Regions from separate parts of the Mus musculus genome. Here region 2 is linked to region 1. A link is a contact called in public promoter capture Hi-C data. All regions are on one chromosome and are shown on one strand. The core of a region is the stretch at or near the end of the contact, and the rest is flanking DNA. Distances in the headings are between cores, read along the strand shown.

Region 1 (6,490 bases), core at 2,300-4,799:
GGAATGGACAAGACTCATTTTGCCTTGGACATATCTGGACTAATTGGCTCTGGTTAGGGCCCAACCAATTGTTAATGCAGGACATAACCCTGGGATTCATGGAGAGAGATGGTCACAGTAGCCCCCCTGGTTGTGGAAGTGGAGGGGACAGAGTCTCTGCTGACCGTGTGGCCTGGACTCTTCTGTGTCCCTGGAGTGAGGACTGGGCCATGAGCACTAATGGCTTAAAGCTGGCCTTCTGTGGCAGTGGGGCCTCAGAGTCCCCCTGCAGAGACCAGAAGCAAGGGGAGGTGAGAAACAGCTCAACTGAGGTAGCTGTCCCAGAGATGGGGTCCAAAGGATTAACGGCAGGGCCAGCAGGGCCAGCAGGTTCTCCCTGGGAGTCCTCCCTCAGTCCACGAGGCAGCTGCTATTCAGGCTGCTCAGTGTTCAGGGCCTCCAGTTCTAGAAGCCTGTACCTGCTCAGCGCTCTCCTTCCACCTTACCAGTCCTGGGGATCAAACTCAAGTAGTCAGGCTTGGCAGCAAGCACCTTCACCCACTGAGCCATCTTGCCGGCCCCCAACAAAGACTTTTAAAGTCTTCCCTCCCTGTACAGAGCAAAGTGCACCAGCAACTCTTATTAAACACAGCTTTTTTTTTTTTTTTTTTTTTTTTTTGCCAACAATTTTTAAAGGGATTTTTCTAATTTGGCTGTCAGACTCGTTGGGCTGGTGGGCCCTGGTTCCGTTGATAATTGGCTGTGTCTTCCATCCATTCTCTCTGGCCTACTCTGAAACGTAGCTGACAAATTGCTTTCGCAAGTAATGACACATTTATGAATACCAAATGTGGTAATTAATGCATCTGACCTCGTGTTAGTCTGTGTAGACATTTAACATTTATTAATTTCGATTTCCCAGTTTTCTTTCCCCACTTGGCGGCCGATAAATATTTTAAAGGCTCAGAGATTTCTGTGGGATCCCAAAGAGCTCAGACACCTGAAGTGCTGTGCAACCTTCAACAAGGAATGGGCGAGGGGCTCTGTGAGGCTCAGTTTCCCCATCCTGTTCTCCAGCTCTAAGGAAACCTGAAGATCTGATCTCCAACCCAGAGGGGCTTTTAAGAGCCACACTGGGTCAAGGTCAAGGCCAAGGCCAGCAGGAACCGCCTGTGATGCCCACACAGCATGATCACCATGACAGAGACCTCCTCTCACCCATGAAGAGCGAAGCAATAAAAAATGTTATATCGTCAGGCAGTTGACCCTTGCTCTCATGTTGTGGAGTTTTATTCTCTAGTTAATACCCTGCAGCATGTATCCCCTCCCCATTTCAAGGGGACATAGAAAGAAAGTGTGGGAACCTGGAGGAAGGTGGCCACCCTCACCCTGATCCCCCACCTCACAACACTGGCAGCTGCAGTTCTGGGTGGGACAGATTGCACAGCTGAGCACCCGGCAGCTCTGTCAGGGACAAGCTACACCATGACAGCCTCTGAGGGGCAGCACTCCCATCTGAGCTAGGCCCCAGGGTGAAGGCATAGCTTGGCATGTGGACCAAAGGGATAAAAACACACCCTGCAACCCAGACCCCTTCAAGAGTGTTCTGGTCCAGTGACTCGGTGACCCCATCCCTACCACCTTCTTCTACCAGGCTTGGAGCTCCTTGCTGGCCACACCCTCTATCTGATTAAGTAGGTTTGGAGGGAAAAGTCAGAGAGGTGGGGACATACCCTGGGGAAGAGAGAAGGGGAGCCCCTATTGTGTCTGTCCACCCAACTGTCCTCAGTTATGTATAACAGAATCTAGTTACACACACACAAACCACACACTCACACACACACACCCATACACACCCATACACACCCATACACATACACACACCCATACACATACACACACACCCATACACACCCATACACATACACCCATACACACACATACACACACACATAGACACACACACACATACACACCCATATACACACACATATACACACCCATACATACACACACACACATATATACACACACACCCATACACACACACACATAGACATACACACACCCATCCATACACACACACATAGACACACACACACCCATACACACATACATAGACATACACACACCCATACACACACACACATACACACACATATACACACACACTCATACACACACATACACACACACACACACAAACACACACACACACACACACACACACACCTCCATTCCTCAACCTTGTTCTACTCTCCTGGCTACTAAAGAGACCTGAACTCAAGGCCTCAGCCTCTGGGCAAAAAAGCAAGCACTTTATTGCCCACAGGACTCTCAGTCCCAGGAGGAAATATCCCTGTCCACACTGTCACAGTCAGGAACTGCAAGGACTTCAGCAGGCAAGTGCCTGCCTTCTCTTCCCCGAGCTCTGCCTCCACTGCCCAGCTGCCCTCACTGAGGCCCAGCTGCAGAGTGAATGGGAACCAGGATTTTTTTTCTCCATTCCTGCACCATTCACCACAGGCAGGTGCCGCACAGACCTGACCTTCTGCCTGTGTTAGTCACACCAGACCAGTGCAGCCATTGCAGGGGAGTGGGTCCAGAAATGGGGAAGTTGCAGAAGAGTGGACCTAGAAATGGCACACATACACAATGCACATGGTGGGTCACCTCCTTGAACAGGGGCTGGATGTTAGGGAAGGCTTGCTGGAGGAAGAGACAGCTCTGAGGGAATGAGGTGGGGGTGGTAGTACCTTCAGGACAGAGGCTGCCTACAGTGGGCAAGGGTTGGGACCTAAGCCCAGGCTTGCCTCCCACAACAGCTACACATCACAGGGGATGAAGGGAGAAGTGATGGAGCGAATCTAAGTCTCCCATGTCAGCTTGCCGGGCCTCAAATCCTCCACATCGCAGAAAAATGAGAAGCTGAAACTTGTCAGCTGTCCTGGGATTTGCATTTTAAGAAGGATAAAAAGCTGGGCCTGAAAGATGGTACCCTGGGTCAGCTCTGCCACCCTGCCCAGGGGCCTGCTGCTGCTTCTGCCTCCCTCCCTGATCTCTAGGCCCAGCACTTAGACCTCCATTTCGTAGAGTGAACACTATGGTAGCCTCTGAATTTGATACCCAGGACCCTACGACTGCCTGACTTAAAGTTTATTTCTTAGGTAGGAGGACGCCCTTATCTGCCCAGATGATACTGAAATATCTACAGATAAAATAACCAGTGGGTCTCAGTCCCTAAGATGGCGGCGGGAGGTATGCATGGCTTCTACTAATAACAGCGGGCACCTTCTCTACTGTCAGTGGAGTTGGATGCTAATCTCATCCAAATATCCGGGGAATGTTGACCTACAGCTTGGAGCACCATGGCCCACAAACTTGAATCGCTAGATGGCTGCTTTCTTGGCCTTTTTACCTGTAGGGGAAAAAAAAAAAAAAGCTGAGATCCAGGGAGGCTACAGGAGCCGTTCAAGGTCACGTGGTTGAGTAGCAGCAGTGCTTAGCGGTTTCCATCCAGGCTCCCAGACCCGAGCTCCCTGCACAGCCCTCTGGCTCTTACTGTAAATCCTTGGCCCCAGGAGGAAAAGTCAGGCTAGTAGCTCTGACCACACCGCTGAGCGCCTATCCCCAGAGCACCTCAGACTGGCTAGTGTGGAATTTACATATGTGTGATTTGCATATCATTTGCATGGTACTCCCAGAAGTCCAAAATGCCAGGAAATTCCCCAGGTCTTCCTTTGCCCCTGCAGCTTCTTGGCTTCAGTACACCTTCTCCGTAGAGAGTCAGGTCCCTGGGCGGGTCACCTGTCCCCTGCTCGCTGCCAGACCACAAGGGCAAGCAGTGCTCTCTCTCCTGCATGCTGGGATCTCCAAGGCACAGTGGATGCAGCCTGTGCTGTGTGGGAGTCGCTTTCAGAGAGGACACAGGAATGGACATTATTTATTTTAATAGTCACGTATTCATTTTTATGCGTCTTTGAATTTATGACTGGGGTGCCAGTTTCCCTTTTACTGCTGAAATATAAAGTTCCCCTTTAAACTAAATTTCAGTTTTTAAAAAAAATAAGTCAATGAAAATAAAAGCTGTAAATAAATAATAGAGTAGGCTGTGCATCGATACGGCAGAGACGGAGGATGGCGGAGGTGGTTAGAAACGCTGGATTCACCACAAAATCTGCCACCGTCCAGCCAACCCTCCTCCACCCAACTATCGTCTGTCAATGGAGGCCAAAGTCAAGAGGTGTGAAGAAAGCCTTGTATCTGGCTTTCTTGTGTTTATGTGTGCCCATGTGTATGTGTGTATGAAGGTGTGTAGAAACTAGAGGTCAACATGGGTGTCTTTATCTATACCCCTTCTGCTTTATTTAATGTTTATCAATCTTTGAGAGTTTCATACAGAATACAATGTATTCTTATCACTTTCACACCCACTCCTCTTCCTAACCCCTGGACCCTCCCTCCCTTTCCCCACCCCACCCCTACTTTCAACTTTGTGTCTTTTTCTATTACGAGTTATTATTGGGGGCTGAAGAGATGTCTCAGCAGTTAAGAGCATTGACTGGTCTTCCAGAGGTCCTGAGTTCAATTCCCAGCAACCACATAGTGGCTCACAACCATCTGTAATGAGATCTGGTGCCCTCTTCTGGTGTGCATAAAGATAGTGCACTCATATTTGTGAAATAAATAAATAAATCTTTTTAAAAAGCTATTTATTTTTCCTTTATGTATATGTGTGCATGCATGTGCATGTGTATACCACATGAATGCCTGGTGCCCACAGAGGCTGGAGAGAGTGTCAGATCATCACCACTAGAGTTATAAACAGTTGCCAGCCACCATGTGGGTGCTGGAAATATAACCTAGATCCTCCGCAAAAGCAGCAAATACTCATAACATCTGACCCATCTCTCCAGCCCTTTTAAAAAAAAATATTCTTAATTTTATATGTATGAGAATTTTGCTTGCATGTATGTCTGTGCACCACATGTGTGTGTGGTGCCCAAAGAGGCCAGAGAAGGCACCAACTTCCCTGGAACTGGAGTTATGGTTGGTTGTGAGCCACCGCATGGGTGCTGGGAACTGAACCCAGGTGATCAGCAAGAGCAGCCAGTGCTCTTAACTGTTGAGCCATCTCTCCAGTAGCCTCCCCTCCCCCCTTTTAAATAACCCAACAAGTCCAATTTGAGCTGTTCACATACTCATAGCTGGACATAGCCACAGACTATAGACATGGAATGACCAAGTCTGAGAATTTAAGCACATTTCTCAGACAATTAGCACATTCTTCATCATACACTCTGACCATTAGCACATTCCTCATTATGCACACTGCCCATTAGCACATTCCTGGTTATGCACACTGCCCATTAGCACATTCCTCGTCATACACTCTGACCATTAGCACATTCCTCATTACACACACTGACCATTTCCTTGTGGCCCCTCACTCAGGCCTATAACCTGCCCCCTCACCTCATTCCAGAATCCTCAGGTTCTGGGAAGTTGGCCTCAGGAGTAAATCTTGGGACCCCACATATGTCTTCATAAGATCTCTTTGAGCCAGGCTCCCTTCCTCATGGATTCTAGAACAGAATTGTGTTTCCCTACCAAACTTTTACTAACCTAGGAGCCAGCAATCTATTCCCATGGAAGCCCACAAGGTAATTAACACCCTTGCGTTTAACTGGGGCCCCACTCTCACCATTAATGAGCTAGCTAAGGGCTCTGCTTAAAATGAATAACTTGCAAATGACCCAAGAGCTCTGGGCTCCTAATTCCTTTTTTTTTTTTTTAAATCAGAAAAAAAAAAATTACACAGAGAATTTAAATAGAAAAGCGATTTTCATTTATGAGCCAGTATCATTATTCATAACTGGAGAATTGTATGGAGTAAAAAGCCTTTTCCACTTAATTAGAATGGCGAACATCACAGAAAAAGGGGGGACTATGTGCAGCACCAGGGACCAGGAGGCAAAAAGTACAGATGAAAGGAAAAGAAACTCCCTCCCATGTCACTGTGGGTCTGTGTGACTGTGCATCAAGCAAGGAGGCAAACAGAGAACCACACAGATCACAGGTTAGGAGGAGGGGGAGGAGGACAGAGGAGGGAAGGGAGGAGGGAGGGGAGGAGGGAGGGAGCATCAATCCTGATGGCTCCTGCCCTATGGTGCACTCCTTCTGGTCACTTCATCCTTCCACTGGACACTTGGCATACAGAGTCTCATGTCAAACCCAGACTAATATAAACTTTCAAACCATATTTTTGCCTGGGACTCGAGGAAGTTGAGGCTATTGCCTGGAGTCACCTAGTCAATGAATGACAGAGTTAAGGAACAAACTTGGGTTCGTGTCTCTGTAAGTCTCTCCAGCGGCGTAGCTGGCTCTGCTGGAGTCACTATCATCTCTAGCCTCCCTTGTAAACCTCTGGCACACCAGCAACATAGACTTATCGTTGTGCTTCATAGATTCGGAGCTGAAGCTTAGATAACAGAAGTCCCAGCCAGGCCTT
Region 2 (6,490 bases), core at 1,303-3,802, 95 kb before region 1:
CAATAATTTCATATAAGGGGATTAGACAAGGAGAGAAAAAGCTGAGATCAGCCCTAGAGAAGGATTCTCACCGCTTTCCACACTTTGACCTGTTCCACTGCCACAACAGGCTCTCCTTTACAGCAGACATATTTCAAAGGCCTGGTTGGTTCTATTTGCATTTTAAAACCCTGCTGATGGCCTGGGAAAATCAGATCCTTTCAGAATTTCTGAACATCACTCTGCAACACACACACACACACACACACACACACACACACACACACAGAGTCCATGGTCAGGTCCCCTGCTTCTGTACATTCCCTTTGAAGAAGGTCCCTTACCAAAGGCAAAACTAGAAGTGGCCCTCTGGAGATTACCTGAAGGTCTAGAGAGGGGAGAAATGACTCGAATGAAAGCAGGGAGAGTGTAATCAGGACCCATATCAAATCTACTAAATGTAGTTCCCGGGAGAATGGAGGTCATATCAACAAGCAAGAGTTGGTGGGAGGCACAGCACCCTAGGAACACAAATGGGGTGTCCTGTGATTCTGTCAAACTGCAGGGAACAGCACAGGGACTTTGGGGGGAATCTTTAAGGAGGCTCCTTGAAACAAACTGAGAAGAACTGAGCCATTCACCAAGAAAAGCAGCCTCTGCTCTCAGCTGGGCTTGGGAACACTTTGTGTCTCCCACTGCTCCCTTAGAAACAAATATTACCCTGGTTCTCCTTCCTCCCACCCTCCCCCGTGGCTCCTCTTTCTCTGCCTTCCCCTGGGATATGTTGGGTGGAGCTGGACATTTGCAAGGCACTTCGGGGCTGTTTTATCTAGAGTACCACTTTGGGCTTCTGCTCCTGTGGCAGTAATATACACACCCGCCATTCTAGGTCTTAGTATCTATCTATCTATCTATCTATCTATCTATCTATCTATCTATCTATCTATCTATCTATCTATTCATACTCTCTCTCTCTCTCTCTCTCTCTCTCTCTCTCTCTCTCTCTCTCTCTCTCTCTCTCTCCCCTTTCTTGGATCCTTCCTGCCAGGAGCATTTCATAACCCTAATGTCTTCAGGATGGCATGAATTCACTGCAGATCTTCTGACAGGCTTGATGGCTGGCCAGTGGGTCCCCTGAAAAACCATTTCTGAGTATGTGGTGCAGGGACGAGAACACCTGGGTAGAAACATTGGCTCTGGTCATTTGCATCTGCACAGATGAGTTCCGGGGCATCCAGGGTCATAAGTAGCTAAATGTCCACCTGACCGCCAGCCAGTGAATGCAGTCCCCAGGGACTGTGTTTGAGAAAGCTGGACGGGTGGTACAGGATTTTCCTGTAGAACCCCAAAGTGAGAGGGGTTCAGAGAACTCCCAAACTGCCCTCTTAATTAAAACTATGTATGTATGTATGTATGTATGTACGTATGTATGTATGTATGGCATGTGTGTTTGGAGGGGATGTGCATGTGTACCACAGGGCACGAGTGGAAGTCAGAAGACAGCTCGCAGAAGTGAGTTTGCCCTGGAGACTGAACTCCGGTTGTCAGGCTTGGCAGCAAACACCTGCTAAGCCATTTCCCAGGCCCCTAGGTTTCCTCTTTCAAAAATATAGATGGGGGCATGGGCTACACAGCAAAGAGCTAGGGGCTTTCGGTATTTTTATTTCATAATGATCCTGCATTCTCTTGTATAGAATGGGGACTTCTTGAAGGCCAAGATTGTGGCTTACATGCTTATCTTCCTGGTCCGTGTCATAATCATCTGGGTGGCCTCTCAGCCGGCAGTGATGTCCCTCCTGCAGCGGGAGGCTGGCGCCAGGTCCTTTTGAGGGTTCCCTTGGCTCTCCTTGGGTGACATCAAGGCCAATGTCTTTGGAGCACTGAAAGAGAAATGAAACCAGGGATAGCCTTGGTTTCTAGGCTCTTTCTTCTTTGGGTATCTTTTCAGCAGGGGGTGTCAGGCGGACCTTCTGCTGTTACTGGACGAGTGCCTGGTCCCAGGGGCTGGCAGAGCTCTGGGCTCTGCTGCCAGAGAGGTGAATAGAGGAGGGAGGAAGAGATGGTGCCAGGCGCCTGGGCTTGGCAACCACCTCCGGAGGGCACCCGGGGATGCCCTCGAGTGTCCAGCAGGCTGGTGAGGTGCCAAGGCTGGGCAGATGGGGCTGAGAGAAGCCAGCAGGAGCGCACGCCTGGGAAAGGCCTGGGTGCCCAGAAACCTCGGGGGCCAGTAGGGGGCATGGCCAGGTCCGTTTGCAGAGACTAAGACTGACCCCCAGGGGTCGCTGCGCTGTGCTCAGTCCCTGCTCGCCAACACGGGAAGCTGGCTGTACCACCACGCGGCTCCCGCAGGGGGAGCGGCAGCCAGGGCGGCGCCTGGCGGCGGAATCGGGAGACAGCAGCGCGCGGCGGAGAGCAAGCCTAAGCCGGACGGTGACGCAGAGCCCGCAGGCGCTGATGCTGGAGGCGCCAGTGGACGGGGGGAGGCGCGACTCTAAAGGCTGCCCGGGACACCCCCGCACCCCGTGGTAGGAACCGGGACCCAAACAAAGGCGGGCAGCAGATAAAAGGCGGCGGCGGCGGCGGCGGCGGCGGCGGCGGCGAGTGCTTCGCGTGCGCGCTGGGGACGTAGTTGTCACGGACCTGGCGGCGGTCTGCTCGCCAGCGAGCGGAGCTTGGGGGCCGCTGGCCTCCTACAGCTCTGAGGACCTTTCCTCCTGAAATTACCCTCAAGGGACAAGTGTTCGCCGCGGGGTGGCCGAAGCCCCTTAACCCCTGCGGCACCCGTGTATCAGCCTAGCTCGGCTCAGCCAGCGAGGTGAGTGAGACTGCCCCTGGGCGCCATCGGGACTGGGGATGCGCTACTCTGGAGAGGGGAAGGGTCTAACGTGCCACATGCGCCCGGTCTGGGGGCGGGGAGAGGGGGGAGTGCGGGAAGTTCTCTCGCTCTCAGGCCACCCCCGGCCTCAACGCCCTGAGAAAGCCGGCTAATGGGACAGAGTTCAGATCTCAGAGCTTGTCCCTGCGCCCCCGAAGCTTGCACCAACACGCTGGGGACGGGCTGCAGCTTCGGTCTGCGGGAGCGTGTTTAATGTCCAGAATCATCCTGGCTCCCTATCTCCATACCCCTGCTCGTCTCGGTAGGTGTCTGTCTGGGTTCATAAAAGTTGAGCGTCAGCCTGAAGCCATCCCAAATCCGGCTGTCCGCCGGGACTTCAGAGGAGGGAGGGAACAGGAAAAGGTAACGATGGCCCCTGTAGCTGCCCCCTACTTGAGCGCACTCACGCGCTTGGTGGGACCTTCTTTGAGTCTTGGGCTGCGGTGAACCCGCTGCAGGTGCCGCTGCGTGCCAGCCAGGACCTCTGAAGCTCAGGCAGGCGATGGAAGTGGAGCGCTAGAGGGTCCCTGGGTCGACCCAGAACATCCATAAGGACTGTGATGGGGTGGCATCTGAGTAGCCGTGGAGCACAGTCAGGAAAAGATGACCAGCACGAGTGGCGGCGAGTCCCGAGAGCTAGCCCTGCCGCTGGGAGGACTTTTCCCAACTCTCCTAGGAGACGCCTCCCCGGAGGCTTCCTCTGTTGGATCTCTGTCTGGTACAGGGATGCTTCCTGAGTCTGGGTGCGGGTGCTAGTCTGGTTGCACTCTCGGTCAGTACCTCGGACAGCGCACTGAACCCACCAGCCCCAAGCTCCACACACAAATGAAGTACACACACACACTATGTATAGAGCACTCGTGAACACTCCACGCACAAATCCACACTCCTTTCTGATAAATATATTCCCATCGTGGCTCGTAGGCGCACACAATGCACACAGAGACCCAGGATTCACTCCCACGTGGACAAGCCTAATCTTCCCACAAGCCCCAGTTTGTGGGCCAGGACTCATCCCTCTTCACGCTCTCGCTGGAGGATGCTAAAATAAACCGGACACCAGAGACCACTGCCTAGGACCCTCGCTGATACCTCATGACATGCAGGAGCTCAGGCTGTGTGGGTCACAGACACTGGCGTGCACACACACAAACACACAGGCTCAATCAGCCCCCTCCTCTTCTACTGCAGACCTCCCCGAATCAGAGTATCTGCCAAAAGGAGAGAAGCAGCTGTTAGGCTCAAGGGAAGCTCCGGGCAGCAGCCCAGCCAGGCAGGCAGGCAGGCAGGCAGGCGCCTTACAGTCTTGGTTTGAAGCTCAGTGTCCATTTCAGACTCTTCGCCCCCATGACCACTCAGACCTCTTCCTGGCATATCTTCTGCCTCCAGGGTCTGCAATCTTTGCTAGTGCTCTTTGCTGGCTGTTCTCCTTCCCAGGGTTATCTTTCAAATGCACACCCTTTGCTCTTTCCCGTCCATCATCCTTTCTGGCCGCCTTCGTTCCTTTTCCTGACTTTCCTTTGCTGGAGTCTGTGCTCTGACACCCATGTTGGCACCACTGGCCCTTGGGGCACCATCGACTCTGGTTTGCTTCCTCATCTGCAGTTTCCATCCACCCGATCCTGCCTCTCTGAATATTTGCCTCTCTCTGCCCAATAGCTTCGGCAGCTTTTACTGACAATCTTGGGAAATTTTCCAGGGCCAGAGCCTCAGGAAAGTGTCTCAGGGGGCCTCAGAACCTGGAGATCGAGAGATAGTACTGGGGTCACAGGGAGCCTCATCATCACTGCCCCTTCAGCCTCCCCCCCCCCCCCCGCCCAGAGCTGTCGCTTTGAAGGATCCAGACCCATAGCCCAGCTTGCCCTCTGACACTCTCTTGTTGTTATCCTTAAAACCCTGGAAAGGCTTGAGAAAAGGAAGAAAGGAGAGTTGAGGGAGAAATGAACCAGAAATGGGGATTCCTAGACTCTGGTTTTAATTGGTCACAGGTGCCCAGTGTTCCCCTGGACAGACTTCCGCCATACTCTCAGCTTATGCAGGGCTGCCCATGGGACTGCTTTTGGATTTGATTATGAAGAGTGCTGACTCTATAGTGAATGTCCCAACTTGAATGAGCTTGAAACCAGGGTTGTAACTCACAAAGGTTATGGTGCCTCCCACTGCTTCCTGAGAACTCCTCACCTCTGCTAAAGACACCTTGTTCCTGAGTGAGGGAGGCTCAGTTCATTTTCTTAATAGGACCAGAGATGCCAAGTAATTTTCTTACATCACACCGCTCAGGCCCGGTTTCCATGGAGGCAGGCACTGATGTGGCTGTCTGTGTATCTATCCACTGTGCCAAGCTCTTGTTTCTGGAAATGAGGATGTCCCCAACTACCCTGAACACCTGGCCATAAAGGCAGATGGAGTTGCTGGGTTGACGGTCCTTGTCCCCAGACGCATGGTCTTGCAGAAGGGACTGTCTAAGATAGATCACCAGTCGGTATGATTTTGACAATCAGCCTTGAGTCTCTAGGACTCAACCAAGCAGGCTGCTCTTGATCTGCACATTGAGGAAGACAGGATTCGGCACCATTTGGCTAGGCTGCTTCTCACAGTGTCTTGATTTGAGGGCTGAAAAGTGAGGTGCCTAGAGAGATGGCGGGCTCCCCAAGGGAACCACCCACCCACCACTGGTTATAAATATAGTTACCCCAACATGATGGTCATGGCAGTGGCATAGGAGCTGATAGTAAGAGCCTTGGTGTTGATACCCGACAGCCTAAGCATTTTAACTGGAAGCTTGGTTCTCTATCTCCAGATCCTTTCTCTCCTCTTTGAAGTCATCTCCCCAGCAGTTCCCCCTCGGTGCTCCCTTTCCAACGTGCTCAAGTGTGGGCAGTGAGAATCACTGTCCCTGTCCTAGCCGAGTGAGCAAGCGAGGGAGGGGGCTTGTCATCTGAAACCCTCCCTCTCGCTGCCCACCCTCCCCCCACTGGAGCCTGTTTCTGCCCATGGAGCATAAGAGGCATCAAAGTCTGTCAAAACACCCTCCAAAGCTAGATTCCAAAGCACCAATATCCCAGAGAAAAATAAATAAAAAGAGCAGCAGCAGCCCGGAATAGAAACACGCACCCAGTCGCAAATATGCATGTTTTCCACGAGTCGCATTCCACGGGCAGGCAGTGCAGCACGCGCTCCAGATGCTCAACAAAGGCCGGAGGCAGGGACGTTGCTGTTGCCGGGACCAGTTCAGGGAAGCCAGCGGAATCTTTCCAGCAAGCTCATGCCTCACACTGGAAGACCACAAGGTCACACTCCCCGGCTGCCCTGGCTGGAAGATGCCAGTAGGCAGATGGTAGTTAATGTGTTCCTGGGGCTGTGTCACCAGTTCTTTGGGAAGGGACACACAAAGCCAGTGGTCTCCTGTCTCCTGTTTACAGTGAGAGGATGGCAATGGCTGTACCCGTAACGGCCGCTGCCAATAGCTGGGTGCCTGCCGTGTGTCAGGCATTGAACACATATACACATGCGGTCATATTTAAGCTTTGAGATCTTCTCATGGCATGGGGGCTGTTGTCCTCAGGGGATTTGTAGGAGAACAAGCCTCTGAACAGTAAAAGACCTCACGACCCGAAGTGTCCAAGTTGGGACTGA

The links. Promoter capture Hi-C pulls out the DNA fragments that hold promoters and counts their contacts.
Region 2: a promoter capture Hi-C map of embryonic stem cells shows a contact between it and region 1, with 4 times the contacts expected there. The contact joins the promoter of Disp3 here to the enhancer-like site in region 1. A contact is called at or near these places in 1 of 39 promoter capture datasets (embryonic stem cells), 5 of 484 Hi-C or Micro-C datasets (cerebellum, embryonic stem cells, lens fibers and 2 more), 9 of 115 datasets of contacts at active chromatin or transcription factors (embryonic basal ganglia, embryonic forebrain, embryonic hindbrain and 5 more) and 1 of 9 other capture datasets (adipose tissue).

Annotation. Positions count from the first base shown.
Region 1 is chr4:148,189,965-148,196,454 of GRCm38.p6, reverse strand. No RefSeq gene overlaps it. Among named protein-coding and RNA genes, the nearest start is that of Gm32603, 22 kb to the left of the region's middle. Within about 2 kb of position 3,549, at least 20 of the 459 cell types and tissues checked have an H3K27ac peak or open chromatin away from gene starts, as enhancers often do. A contact at or near this core is called in embryonic stem cells and trophoblast stem cells, where this site is marked.
Region 2 is chr4:148,284,027-148,290,516 of GRCm38.p6, reverse strand. It overlaps Disp3 (dispatched RND transporter family member 3), which reads left to right and starts at 2,552. Exons shown (of 21, transcript NM_001083342.1): 1 at 2,552-2,794.